Linked DNA regions of Mus musculus: region 1 is linked to region 2. The links are chromatin contacts, called in public HiChIP or PLAC-seq maps. All regions are on one chromosome and are shown on one strand. Each heading gives the region's core, a stretch centred on a gene start, on an enhancer-like site or on the middle of the called end of the contact. The rest is flanking DNA. Distances are from core to core; before and after follow the strand shown.

Region 1 (4,376 bases), core at 1,129-3,628, 83 kb after region 2:
ACAGCTATGCTGTGATATGTGGTCAGTAGGCCTCTTGTGAGCTGTGATGCTCAGCCTCTCAGTCCTCAGAGGACCAAGTAGTGTCCTGGCCCAAAGAAGCACCTTCCTTTGGATAAACTCATGTGGCCTATTTTTATGTAATGTGGGTGGCTGTTACTTAACATTTCTTCTTCCTTTTCTTCAACAATAGTGGCTTTAACTACTTTTAGTGTGTGTGTGTGTGTGTGTGTGTGTGTGTGTGTGTGTGTGTGTGTTACAAATGTGGTAGTCTGAAGATACGTTGTTCGAGTCACTTTAATCTCTCCACCATATGGGACCTAGAGATCAAACTCAGGCCGTCTGGTTGGGTGGCATGTCTTTACACAAATCCCTTGATAGAAAGGCTATTTTTCCTTGTTGATCACCTTGTTTTCCCATCTTATTCATGGATCTTTTCATTTAAGACACATTGCTTAATATCCATTCCAGTTATCTTCCCAATCCTATCGATTTGATGCTATTTTGGTTTCAATTCATGTGCTCTATGGTTTGTTATTTGTGTGGAAAGGTCCTTAGGAAAGGGACATGAAACCCACCAGGGTGACCAACTTACCTGCCTGCCTAGGAAATGTCTAGTTATGGCATCTAAAGTCCTGTTTCCCTGTAACCCTGTGGGGCCTGGTCAAACTAGGATGGTTGTTGCAAAAGGTCTTGTATAGGCAGGATTAATCTTTTTGCACAAAATGAAAAACTCTTCCTCATAAGGCTGGGTTATATAGAGAATAATGGAACAGGAGAGACCTTTGACTTCATGTGGGTAAGTAGATATGAAAGCAAACAATCCCACTCACACCACTAGAGAACCAGGAAAGCTGCTCATGTAATTCAGTCTAAAGCCAAAGGATTGGGGTGGCTTCTGGTACATTTGCTGGAAGCAGAGAATCTAGGGAGCTCCTGGTGCGTGTACTGGAGGCTGAGGATCTGGGCTGCTTGTGGTGTGTGCTGAAGTCCAAAGGCCAGAGAGGTATGCTGTCCAGAAGAAAATGGGTCTCCAAGTTCCAGAAGGGTGGAATTTGAACTGTTGCCCTAGGAAAATCACTGTCAAAGCACTGTTAGGCTGTAAGAAGTTAGGGCAGGGTGGGTGAAACTAAGCAGATGCCCTTGCACAACAAGTACCTGGCTCTGCCTGTCTCTGGGTCTCCATCCTCAAAGTGAAAGGTTGAGACTACATGAGTTTCTCAGGAATTCTAGAATCCCAGATCTTTCTAGGGATTAGATAGGGAGAGAAATAGTTATGGAAACCAATGTTGGAAGTCTTTGGCATACAAAGCTATGGAATTAATTGGTCAGAGGTCACCACACAATCTAGGCTTGTGATTCAGATGGACCAAAAACTAAAGCACTGATAGGCAGAAACTATCCTCAAAGTTTTTGCCAAAGAAGTCCCACTTCTCACACCAGAAGCAAACTCACCATAAGGCAAGACGCTGATATGTAGAAAGAGCTCAGAGACAGGGAAGAGCATCGTAGTGTTGGTTGGATCCTCATACAGTACAGACGCAGAAGCACAGTTTCGATTGCTCCTGTCTGGTGGATCAGTTCTGAGTTTGCAAGAAGGTAAGGTCATAGACCTGAGTGTCTAGGGCTGACCAATTAGTGTCGTATGATCTCTCAGGGGTATATCAACTGGTGTCAGCTTGTTGGCCTTGTTTAGGCAACCACATCCAACACAACTTCTCAGTGGGGTCTTGTCACAGAGCAGCCATGTCAGACACGGGAGACCTGGGTTGGGACGATTAGCATTCTGGTCTCACCAGGTTGGAGTGTAGCCTGCAGAGTTGCTGCTGTGGTTTTCCTGCTCTAGAGAGGCATCACTATGCACCATCAGGGAGCTGTCACTATAGATTAGGGGGAGTCTGTTCAGTTTGCTGATTCTCTTAGGGCTGAATCCTCATCATGTTTTTCCGCCCAGACTTCAGACCCCAAGCTTTGGTAGTCTGGGTGGCTGAGATGGGAACTGTCACAGAGTCTATGGAATCTACTGCACACTGTGAGATGAATCTGGATGTTATTATACTATGTTTTTTATTGCTGTTTAGTTTTTCCCACATGCATGTTATTATTCCAAAAACAAACCTGTTAAATAATATATTCTCACATATTTGGTTATGGCAAGAACTTTCTTATTACTGACCATTGTTTCTGACTAAGCCAGGTTAGAAGAAGACCGACTTTTGAAGAACATTCTAGGCCAATCTCTGCTCTGTTTAGTACTGTAATGGAGGGACCCAACTCTGAACTCATTTTGACATGCTACCTTGGGCATTCTCTGGTTACTAGGGACCATATAGAATATCCCAGAAGCTCCGTCATTCTGATCCTAGCAACACAGAATAGGTGGCCATAGTCCTTGGATCACTCTGACTTGACATGTCATTTCAAAGCTTGAGAGAGCTGATGGCAGGAACAGATCCTTCATACCACGCTGCCACATGTCCCATGAGTCTCCAAGGGTCTTGTGGGCTCTACTTCTGAGTGTCCCAGCAAGACTACGATCAAAAGATCATCCACTATTTTCTCTCATAGTCCTTCTTTCAAGCAGAACTCATCACTGGAGGTTCTGTTGACATAAGACAGAGAGAAGGTTCGAAGACGATAATAGTTATTACTGACAGTGTAGTCCATGCACTCATGGCAGCGGGGGGGGGGGGGGCACTCATTATATTTGGGAGGCTTTGAATCCCCTCTGCCCTTGGAGCCTGGCCTTAGATTGACCCTGAATGAAGAGCAAGGCTCTCCAAGGGCCACTGTCAGCACTCCCCAGGATGACTACTACACATGGGAGGAGTCAGGGTGTGGGGGTCCTGTTCTGACTCTGTCATCCTGGGCCCCAGCCATGGCGGTTTCATAACAGAAGAAAGCTAAGCTGCGAGCACGTTGCTAGGCTGTGGCTATTTATTTTTATAAATGAGCCCAGGCTTAATTTAGAAAGCAGCTTTTGCTTTTGCTTTCTACATCCCAGCATCGGCTGTCTGTCTGGCAGGCAGGCACTGTCAAAGAATCTCATTTCTGACCCAACAAGAGCTCGTGGGTGGATAGGGGCAGCAAAGGGGTTGGCGGAAGGCCGATGCCAGCCAGGCTGCATTACAGGGAGGCAGAGACACGTGGCTGTGCCACTAGTGTCCTATTCTGCTTCCGTGTGAGCTTCATTTGTGACACCTACGTAGTCCTCGCTTGGAATAGCAGGGTGAAAAGCAGCCCTGACGCTCACGTCTCCTTTGATGAGCTACACACCAGCATACAGCAGAACAGAAGGCCTTGGGAAAGACGGTCCAGTCAGGTGCCAGAACGGGTGACACCAACGATCTCTGTTCTTTGGAGGCAGCTATTTTAATAGAGCCTAATTACAGTGGCTATTTGGATGTGCAAGTATTTTGATTTAGCTGATAAATGCCATTTTTTAAAAAAGCAAACGAATAAAGTGGACATTTTACACTCCACTTGTGAAGCTTGATCTCCACTAATTGTCAACCTCCATGTTCAGGAGTCAAGGGTATATATAGTTCAGGGACAGGGGAGGGAATGGGTGGTAGAACTCCAAAATCAGAGACTATCAAGAGCCAGGTAATGGTTAAAACAATGTAAGCACAAGGGGTAACGTGCCTGTCAGATGGGAGCATATCCAGCCCACAGGAAAACAGGAGCCTATAAAGTAAAAGAAACAGAGCCAATCAGATCTGCTTGCGAGGGAAGAGATGGAGGAAACGGTGAGAAAATGGTTACACAAGAGGCAGTGAGTATATGTTTTGGCTTCGCCTGTTCTGAGTTTGCTGCATCAAAACACCTTGTCATAAAAGCTTTATAAAATTAACCAAGAAAATAGTCCATTTAGGAGTTAGAACTTGTTTTGGTTCTTTGAGCATGTCTGACTCAGAAATGTCTACACATTTCACTCTAGGGCTTCTTGGAGCCTCAGTTTCCCCATTTTTAAAAAAAATGACCTTCCTGTTTTCCAGCCTTTTGTTCTCCTTTCAAGTGACATGACAGGGGATGAGCCAGCAGCTTGGAAACCGCCCCGGGCCACCTGGAGAAAGACGCTTGCGTGAATGACGGACATTCGAAGAGATGAGTCTTCTATGACTCAAGGATCGCAAAATTGAGGCAGAGTGGCCATGACTGCCTTGTGATTCACACAGTGTTGCCGTTGGCTGGAGGGGTGGTGTGTCCTCTGACTTTGCTCTAGCAAGCGTGGAGCCTAAGTATCTTTACGCAAGTTCTGTGGATCAAGGAGCTTGAGGGGATTAGGTTTGAAGAGCTGAGGATAACTGGTGTTTCAGACTGATCGGGAGTTTTACCCTACAAGGAACAGTGGTGGCCTGGTATTGGACAATTATTGG
Region 2 (4,535 bases), core at 502-3,001:
CCTCCACACAGGCCTTCATGTAAGACTTCAGATCAGACAGACCTGGGTTCAAATCCTACCTCGGATGTGTCTCTCAATAGCCTCATGTCCTTGGCCAAGTTGTTTAATGTTCTTGCTGGCCAAGTCTGAATGCCTGGCTCTGAAAAGTATTCAAGAAGTAGTTTTTGTTTCTTTATTGGCATTTATTGAGGAACCTTTAAATGGCAGGCATATAATAAGGAAATTATTTATAGGTTCCTACAAAACTAACAACCCACATTAGCACTGGCTACTTAAACAGCTCAGGAAATGAAAGAAAAAAAAAAGACATATCTGAGATGCCAGAGAGAGAGAGAGAGAGAGAGAGAGAGAGAGAGAGAGAATTAAGACTGAATCCAGTTGCTACCCAAATCCTGGCCGTGTAACCACTGTGCCAGCCTCCCTCCTCATGTTGATTCTTACAGTTGACTTGTGCCCAGTGATAACAAACCTTCCCATCAAACAACAGACCCTAGGGAACAGCTGAGCTAAAAGCAAGTTATATGGTGGTAGACTTGATGATGACTTGAAAGGAGTAACGGCCGTGTCTTACTTACAGTAGTGGGAGAGATCTCAGGAGGGAGTGGAGACATTTTGTTCCCAGTACTTCATGCAGGCCTAGATCCACTGTGATCCCACCATCTTACACTTGCCTGGCAGTTCCCCCATCTGAAGCTACGGGAAACAACCAGGCCCAGGTTTGAACCTAGAAGTGTGAACAAGATGGAAAATTACTGAGTGGAGGACATGGCTGCCGCCTTTGATTTGGAAAAGCCTGTGCAGGTTGTAGCACAGGATTCCATCTGATAAACATGAGGTATCGTCAAAAGTTCAGAGGACCCACTAGAACCTAAGGCCTCAGAAAATCAAGGAGATGCAAGAAAAATAAATAAATAAATAAATAAATAAACGGAGAGAGAAAATAGGGCAGGACAAAGTGAGCTATAAAATTGAAAGCAGATAATAAAGAGAAAAAAAAGAGAGAAAAGTAAACCAACTCCCTACTTTGCTGGCTCTCCTATCTTTCTGTGACTTCTCCTGATGTTTGGATGGTGACATTTCATCTGAGGTCACAGAGCCAAATACCAGTGCCACCATCCATGAGAAGAAACAGACAATTCACAGACTGTTCTGGAAAGGAGGACATATTTCTGATTTTAGTGTCTTATTTTGTATTGTCATACACAGAGCTGGGAGGGCAGGGTGTAGGGTGGTCGGCCTGGGGCATGCATGTGTGTGTGTGTGTGTGTGTGTGTGTGTGTAACTGCTGTCTCTGGCCTGCTCAGTGGTTCTGAGCTTCTCCTTCCCCTTTGTTTCTCCGTTGTTGCCTTTGGGTTTTTGAAAGAGCATAAAGTTGGATGTCACAAAAAAGACTTCCTCCCGTACCAAGTGAAGTTTGAGCACCCACAGAAATGGGTCAGAGAATGTAGTTAGATGACAGTATCACAGACCTACCTTCTATGGAGTCTCTTCACTGTGTACAATGAGTCTTGTTATGTCTTGAGAAGATACAGGGACTTGGGTTCATGGTGTGTCAGGACAGTGCTATACAGCAGCGGGGAGAATGGTGACGTCCTTGGGTCACTCGATGGCTGTTTCCATAGGGTCCTGGTCTGTTAGATGAAGCTTTGCTTTGGGCATAGAGTGGCTTAGCAACCAGTTAGAGAATGTTCAAATTCTAGATTCCTAAGTATAGAACTGGAACACTGGAGGGTGCCTCAGAGCCTTTACCCAAGTCGTGATCACAAATGAGAAGAAGACTCGAGGGGATTGATGAGCTGAGGCCAGGCTGGACCACTAGAATGCAGCAAGAGCAGCTGAGCCCAGTGCTCTGGTCTCTATTATGTACTGCCTCACATTTCTTTCTGTTGATTGTTGTCTGTGTGGAAAGTCAGAGTTGGGAGCAGGGGCTATGAAGTCAGTGAGCCCCAAGTCACATTTCCCCCTTTGTAAGAGAGTTGTGCACCCAGGGCACAGTCAAGACAGAAACTGAGGGTAGAAACAGAAGGGGTGTGGCAGCTAAGATCGTCTTGTTCTCTCAGGAAAGCCTTTGGGAGACTTCTGATCCCATTTCATAGGCAGAATAAGGGTTCACCTGTCATCACCTAGCCTCAAGAAAGGAACCATTAAGCTGTAGCCTCTGTAGTTGGAAGTAGGAGTGAGAAGGGGGAGGGACCTGGCTCTCTGGGTCAATTAGCATAGTCTGCCTCAGGTAGATCCTGAATCCCAGGAAGCTGTAGATGTGGTGCAGGCCATGGCTAGCCTCATGCCTCTGGTCACCCTATCCAGACAAGTTGAGTGGCAGTAGTGGAGATGGTCTGACATCTCAGCCTGGTGGGATTCACTGCCGACTCCCCAGGCCCACCACTGGAGTAATGGCTGTCTTTCTTTGAGAGCACATAGGTGGAGCGTAAGGGAGAGGGAGATGGATGAGGTCATACTATTGCAATCACTTGGGAAAAAATACACAAACTTCCAAAACTGCAAGATGCTTTCTACTGCCACCAGACCTCCTTTGGAGGTTTTCCTACCGCTTAATAACCAGGTAAGGCTGCTGAACGTGGGAGGCCTGTAACCATACGCCTTGGGAGGCTGAAGCAGGAGGATGAAAGTTCAAGACCTTCCTGGGCTATAGGGGAAGTTTAGAGCCAGCCTGGGCAATTTAGTGAGACAATCCCTCAAAATAAAAAAGTAAAAAAGAGCTGGGATATGATAGTTTAATGACAGAGTTCTTGCTGGCACACAGGAGTCCCAAGATTCAATATCCAGTTCTGCAAATCAAAGACCCAGGCCAAATTCTCTGAGTCTTCATGTCTTAGTTCTGCCAGGGCTGTCCCCAGGGTGCTGTCCTAGAAGGGTTTGTGCTCACAGGGTAACCTCATAGAGCACAGCTGTGCAGTGACAGCTGGCCCCTCGCTGGCCCAGAAGTTGTCTCAGGGTCATGCTTTCTCTTTCCACCAACCTCTCGAAGATTCAGATCTATGCATTTTACTGAGGAAGGAGCCCAGGGCCTGGGCACTGACATCAAAACCAGGGGAATTCAAGGCAAGAGCGGGATGCTCTATTGTCCCTGCCAGATCACCCCCTGCATTGTGTCTTTCAATTGGCTTTTTCCCTTCTGGGCAGGCTGGGTTTGTGTTACAAAGACTCTGCCTGGTCTATTGTTTGTGCAGGGATGCTTTCCCAGAGCAGGGTGGGCGTTTGATGGATTTATTCAATAAGAGCGAGGAAGGACAAACTGGAACCAGGAAGCCACCACTCAACTATTTGTGGACTTTGGAGGAGGTTTGAAGAATTCACAACTGAACAGTTTTTACAAAGGCATTTTGAGCCTTTCACTTTCTCGTGTGAACATTTCTGTAGTTGTCATCGTGACAGAAAGTGTAGACTTCAGTGTAGAAGTCTGGTTGCCAGCTATGCCCAGAGGGATTTTGCTGACTAAATATACTGTTCACTTTAATATTCATCTTAGACCTCTGCTGTGTTCTCCTAGGACCCTGACCACCCACCAGGGTTCTTTGAGGACTGGATGTGTTACATTCTTGAAGTCATTATGGATCCTCCAGATCACGAGGGCGATAGATAAGTAAGGTGGCTAACTTTCTGTCTTTTCTACTGAGGAACTTGTTGGCGTCTGACAGAGCATCTCAGATTTCTTACATAAAATGTGGAATTGTCAATAGTCAGATGCATCAGTGGCCAAGGCTATGGTGTGCAGTTTCTATCAGCGTGTACAGGACATCCTGCCTGGTTTTGGCCTCAAGGTAAGTTGGCAATAGTTTGGAAGAAGGTGCTATTCCATAGAGCTCTGAGACGGTGTCATTGGTGGTACAAAAGAAACCACTTCTTGTAGCCGGGCAATGGTAGCTCACACCTTTAGTCCCAGCACTTGGGAGGCAGAGACAGGCGGATTTCTGAGTTCGAGGCCAGCCTGGTCTACAGAGTGAGTTCCAGGTCAGCCAGGGCTACACAGAGAAACCCTGTCTTGAAAAAAAGAAGAAGAAGAAGAAGAAGAAGAAGAAGAAGAAGAAGAAGAAGAAGAAGAAGAAGAAGAAGCCACTTCTTTCAGGACATTTCTTCAGGGTTGTTTCTTTGTTGATGAGTGAAATTAGGCAGTAGTTCTACCCACCCTTCACCCCAAAATCCCTGATAGATTTTAGTGTTTGTTTGTTTGTTTGTTTGTTTTTCTCATGGAGAGGAATGACAGAGAATGGCTAGGGGGGACTTGTGTACTTTACCTGTCAGACGTTTCCTCCTAGTATGATGTGACATGATCTCTTTCCTCTCTCAGGAAGCAATGGTGAGATTTCGTAGCTCATCGTCTCCTGGTTGGAGCAAAGGGTGCCAAACAGAGGTCAAGCTCGGGCCACAGGGAAACTGGGAAAATACGTTCATTGCCATGTGCGAGGAGTCCAGTGGATTTCAGAAATCTTCTGTGTCTTCTTATAGGATACAGTGACAGCCCCTTACTGGAAGAACATTTTAGGTAATCCCCACGACAGGGTGACATACACTGA

Evidence for each region. HiChIP or PLAC-seq counts read pairs in DNA pulled down with a chosen protein or histone mark.
Region 1: a contact with region 2 is called in an H3K27ac HiChIP or PLAC-seq map of embryonic stem cells, with 9 read pairs. The contact joins the promoter of 4930431P22Rik here to the promoter of 1700108F19Rik in region 2. A contact is called at or near these places in 10 of 484 Hi-C or Micro-C datasets (the N1E-115 cell line, cumulus cells, liver and 4 more) and 11 of 115 datasets of contacts at active chromatin or transcription factors (DN3 thymocytes, T-cell acute lymphoblastic leukemia, embryonic stem cells and 8 more).

What each region holds. Positions count from the first base shown.
Region 1 is chr14:76,757,753-76,762,128 of GRCm38.p6, forward strand. It overlaps 4930431P22Rik (RIKEN cDNA 4930431P22 gene), which reads left to right and starts at 2,379. Exons shown (of 2, transcript NR_153763.1): 1 at 2,379-2,623; 2 at 3,996-4,376.
Region 2 is chr14:76,675,817-76,680,351 of GRCm38.p6, forward strand. It overlaps 1700108F19Rik (RIKEN cDNA 1700108F19 gene), which reads left to right and starts at 1,752. Exons shown (of 5, transcript NR_015485.1): 1 at 1,752-1,863; 2 at 2,422-2,563; 3 at 3,639-3,782; 4 at 4,310-4,504. It overlaps 1700105F02Rik (a long non-coding RNA gene), which reads right to left and starts at 1,769. Exons shown (of 3, transcript XR_383611.3): 1 at 1,474-1,769; 2 at 576-724.